Linked DNA regions of Bicyclus anynana: region 1 is linked to region 2. Evidence: chromatin contacts called from public Hi-C data. All regions are on one chromosome and are shown on one strand. The core of a region is the stretch at or near the end of the contact, and the rest is flanking DNA. Distances in the headings are between cores, read along the strand shown. Region 1 holds the start of LOC112053310. Region 2 overlaps LOC112047920 (synaptic vesicle glycoprotein 2A).

Region 1 (2,700 bases), core at 106-2,605, 83 kb after region 2:
AATACATACTTAATAAGAATATTTGATAAATAATGCATTAAATCTATTTCTCCAAATAGGTAGGTATATAACAATAAAGTTTCACTGAGTCAAAACATTAGATTTTTTAATTTAATACACACATTAACAGCTAATTCACTTTTACTTGCTAAGAAAAAATAGACAAAAAAGGTTCCATATCAATTGACAATAAAAAAACTTTTTTCACATCGGCACCCGCGAATAATGAAACGGCGGGACGTCGGCGTTCTAAATTCAAATCGTATTCGAACAATGGCGTCCAGCGGTTCGCGCCTTTTTACACAGACCACACAAAGAATGACATAAAGAATAGAATCAAGTGGATGAAAAAACGCAACTTTTGTAGGACGTACATTCCGCCACGGGCTACCGAATTAACAAATTAATACCGTTTTGGGTTTACCTTTTGATAATTTAATTTAATTGGTCAGTCAAGTGTGGCCAATACTGCAAGTTCGTTTGAAGTGTTATGCATTAATTAATGTCAAGAAAGAATAACTCACGTAATATAATTATTTTTTTTTTAAATTCAATATGTACTTCGCCCGCGTGAAATTTTTCACATCTCTTTATAATATTTTCTCATTCGATCACGCAGAGATACTTTGAGCATAGCTCATTCGGAACCTACTTACATTATGCGTCATCTGAAGGATTTCCAGCCTTCTATGCCTATTCATGACTCTTAGTCCAGCAAAAGCTTCATAACATATTGATCGAGGATTTTAGCCATAAGGCCATTGACAGCTTTACTGTTCTGATAGTCGTTCTGATGACCGTTATTGTTTTTAAGTCATTTGAATATCAGAACAGAACTATCAGAACGGTTGACTGCTCAGGGTAATCTCATGAGCAAGATGGTAGGTAAGCATGGAAAGCTCGTTCCTACTAATATATAAAATTATATAAATTAATACATATTATGACTTATTATTTAGTTAGCTTGTTCAAAAAGAAAGTTATTTTTTAATTCTATCATTCCTCCTAGGCTTCAGATATTTCCATGTCATTGATTTATAGAACTTCTTTATGGAAAATACTGACATCTATCAATCAAAACAAATCTTTCATAACAAAGTCATTTGAAATGTCCAAACTGCAAACCAAAATTTTTGTAACAATGAAGAAAAATACAATAAAATATTGAACTAATTAATATTTAATCCAGCCATGCCATAGAAAGGTTCTATTCACCATGTACCACCAGTAACACAGAAAGAGAAAAAAGACAGTTTTAGTCCAATTTAAATATCACTTAAAGTTCTTTCTTTCTTTATTTCAATTTCTAATTTCACTTGCAGTTTTTCGTCGATCAATGTATTTGCGTTGATACAATGGAAGTCGTGGCCAGGGATATTCCACGGACCGTCACTTCACCCGAAGATATCCCGGTCATTTCTAAAGTGACCAGCCTTAATCAGCCTGATGGAGGTCCCATGACAGCACAGGTTTTTTTTTTAGTTTCACTCGGTTCACGATCCAGCAGGAATACGAGGATAAAGCTTATATCACCGGGGAAAGTGTAGCTTCCCAATAATGAAAGAATTGTGCAAAATCCATTCAGTAGATCCACAGATTATCCCTACAACCTCACAAAGTTTACCTCGTTATAATGTTAGTTAGCCACACTTTAGCACAAAAGCTTTCCGTACTGGAGGAAGAACATAGGACCATTATCTAAACCATACTAATAATAAAGAGGAAAGATTTGTTTGTTTGTTTCTTTGCATTGAAAAGGCTCAGAAACTACTGAACCGATTTAAAAATGCTTTCAATGTATTGAAGCTTCACTATCCTCAAGTGCTACAGGTTAAATTATTGTATGCCCTTATTCCTACGGGAACGGGAACCACGCGAGTGAAATGGTTTAATAAAATCAAAGGCGTTATGTATGTTTTTTCGTCCGAAATTCCTCAATGCCTGAAGACGAAAGTCTTCGAACAGTGCGTGTTGCCAGTAATGACCTATGGACCGAGACATGGTCGCTAACTATAGGCCTCATAAGAAGGCTCAGAGTAACACAGCGGACGATGGAACGAGCTGTGTTAGGAGTATCTCTGCGTGATCGAATCAGTAATCAGGAGATTCGCAGAAGAATAAAGTCACCGACATAGCTCAACGAGTCGCAAAGCTGAAGTGGTAATGGGCGGGGCACATAATTCGAAGAGCCGATGGACGTTGGGGTCCTAACGTGCTGGAATAGCGACCCCGTACTAGTGTCGGTCGACCCTCCACCAGGTGGACTGACGACATCAAGCGAGTCGTTAGGATTCGCTGGATGCAAGCTCAGGATCGTGATGTTTGGAAGTCTCTACAAAAGGCCTATGTCCTGCAGTGGACGTCCATCGGCTGATATGATGATGATGATCATCATCATCATCACTAGTTTACGTCCTTGTCTATGCTTACAGGCGAGTGCGGAGAACTCGTCTCTCTGCACCCTGGCGTGCGACCAGAGTCTACTAAGCGGGAACGTTGACCGGTGGATGGGCGTCAACAGCACTAGAGAGACCAGCACAGGGGTGCAGGGCAGCAGGTAATGGCTCCATCATCATACGACTACAGGCGCGCACAAGGTATTTAACAAGGGTAGGTAGGCATTACAAACTGGAATTTATCTTTATTTTTTTATTCATTACAAGTTAGCTCTTGACTACAATCACTGATGGTAAGTGATGA
Region 2 (2,700 bases), core at 132-2,631:
TTTTATTTAAATCTTGTACTTAAGTACCTACCACGGACTACGTCGATATTTTTTTAATTCTTTACAAGCTTGACCCTTGACCATAATCTCACCTGATGGTAAGTGATGATGCATTTAAGATGGAAGTGGGCTAACTTGTTAGGAGTAGGATCAAAGTCCACACCCTTTTAGGTTTCTACACGATTTTGTACTGGAACGTTAAATAGCTTGGCGGTACGTCTTTGCCGGTATGGTGGTAACAAGCCACGGCCGAAGCCTCCCACCAGCCAATCCTGGACCAATTAAGAAAACCTCAATCAGTCTAGACGGGAATCGTACCCAGGACCTTCGTCTTGTAAATGCACCACGCTTATAAAAGCCGTCAAATGGTCCGTATTACCTACAAATAAAAAAAATCTTTATTAATTTTGTTTTTCTCTTTCAGGATCAACCTTACTCATAATATTTTGGCCTAAACCAGAAGAAATACGCGAAGAAATGGAACAAAAGGGGTTAACATACTGACACCTATAGGAAGTAAAATAGGGTTATTATAAATCTAATCTAGGCATGCAATAAATCTCAAAATATTTTTAATCCTTCTATAGGGCAATTATCTACCAATGTTTTGAATCGATTTTAACAAGTAACCAAATATTTTGATATGTAGGTGTATTAAAACCGGAACATGTGATATCCAGACAAACTTTCAGTCTTCTTATAAAGAGTTATGTCTGGCCATTGCATGCTCATAGTTTATATATTCTTAGGGTAATTTTAATTCACATACCTACTTGAAAAGACATACTTTGGCTAAATAGAAGTCGGTTAAATAATCTAACAACTTGACTTTATTTAATATTAGGTTTTATCTTTTATCTATTACAAAGTAGTGTCCACTGGCTCTTAACCTCTATAAATTATAATGTATAAATAAGACTGATTATGTTTATACAAGTGCGTTATCTTATATTGTGAATATACCGTTATATTTTAATTAATAAATTATTATTATTAAAATGAAAATGTTTCTCATTTTGTTCTTAGACCGTTATTAATGGTCTAAGATTTTGTTGCTATGTGGCTCCATCTAGCAATTCTACGTTGTACTACTTAGTTACACGACGTAGTGCAAAAAGCACTCAATAGATGGCGTTATATTTAAAAACCTATTTTCGAAGAATTAAAATTTTATATATTAATTACTAAGTATACTATTAACTAAGTAATTATTGTTTTTACTTGTACTTATGTCAAACATAGTTTTAAAGTAACTCTATCTAACAATTATTTACTGAACTCAGTGGCATCCATATTTTCTTTAACAAAAGTGTTACGTAGTACAAAGAGCACTCAATAGATGGCACTAATTTTAATAAAAATGGCAACTGCTAGATGGCGATAGTAGTATTTTAATACAAGGTTTATTTAGCAAGAGCTTTGGCTGATGGTTGTTCTATTTCTGTCTTGCTCAGCAACGGCTTCCAATATTTTAATCCTGTCTAAGAATTGAACTTATGACTTTCCGATCATTGTCATCATTAGACTATTTAAATCGCCTGCAGGGCAGAGATGATTTACCTTAAATCTACCATGCTACTCCAATGTAGGTTGGCGGGCTTAGATTGATTGATACCTAATGCTTGACTCTGTACCAATTGATAATGACTTGAATTGGCGACTTAACGTGCTCTCGCTAACGTGCGAAACGGGTGGGCTGTGCCCACCCTAGAATGGACCTGAGCCCACCCTAGGGTTCTGGGCTACTGTTTCTATTATGATACTAATAAAAGACTTCATGTCGGGAACCAGGAAATAATCCAATGCCAATACGCCAATACAATAAAAATACGCCAATGCCTGTTTCCAAAATTTCCAAGTACTGAAAATTAGTTTAAAGAAAAAGTACGTACCTATATTTCATTTTTTTTATTCTTTACAAATTAGCTCTTGACAATCTCAACTGATGGTAAGTGATGATGCAAACTAAAATAGAAGCGGGCTAACTTATTAGGGGTAGGATGAAAATCCACACCCATTTCTACACGACAACGTACCGGAACGCTAAATCACTTGGTGGTACGTCTTTACTTTCCTTATTTTATACTTTCCTTTTTACTTTACCTCATTTAAGAAAAACTGAAAATAGGCAATGGCGTACACAAGGCCTTTAAGTGGCTTTACTAGGGTAGGCATTATACATACAAATTACACAAAATGGATAATTCCTTATCTAATATGGGTTTACAATGAGTCCACAGAGTCCACAGACCGCTTCAAGCATAGTAAGAGCCTTAGATAATAGCTCATCGGTTAGAGCGGTCGGACTCATCACTGAAAAGTGGTGGTCCTCGCCCCGTTGGTCTATTGTCGTACCCACTCTTAATACAGTCTCCTAATACACTAGTTGGAGGGAAATGGGAATATGAAAAAAAAGAATGGTGTAAGTACCTACCTACTACTCACTTACTACAAGTAAGTGAACTATGGGCAATTGTGGCTTTGACTGATTATCAACCCACATTCGGCTCACTGCTGAGCTCGAGTCTCCTCTCAGAATGAGTGGGGTTAGGCAAATAGTCCACCACGCTGGCCCAATGCGGATTGGCAGACTTCATACGCGCAGAGAATTTTCTTAATTCTCTGGTGTAGGTTTCCTCACGATGTTTTCCTTCACTGTTTGAGACACGTGATATTTAATTTCATAAAAGCACACAACTG

Evidence for each region. A called contact is a pair of places that touch in the nucleus more often than the background predicts.
Region 1: a contact with region 2 is called in a Hi-C map of whole body, with 3 times the contacts expected there. The contact joins the promoter of LOC112053310 here to the enhancer-like site in region 2. A contact is called at or near these places in 2 of 2 Hi-C or Micro-C datasets (whole body and whole larva).

Annotation. Positions count from the first base shown.
Region 1 is chr10:1,340,372-1,343,071 of ilBicAnyn1.1, forward strand. It overlaps LOC112053310, which reads left to right and starts at 1,356. Exons shown (of 10, transcript XM_052883998.1): 1 at 1,356-1,469; 2 at 2,433-2,557. The coding sequence starts at 1,356.
Region 2 is chr10:1,257,755-1,260,454 of ilBicAnyn1.1, forward strand. It overlaps LOC112047920 (synaptic vesicle glycoprotein 2A), which reads left to right. Exons shown (of 11, transcript XM_024085223.2): 11 at 425-1,005. The coding sequence ends at 504. Among protein-coding and RNA genes, the nearest start is that of LOC112047920, 21 kb to the left of the region's middle. Within about 2 kb of position 1,382, at least 4 of the 8 cell types and tissues checked have open chromatin away from gene starts, as enhancers often do.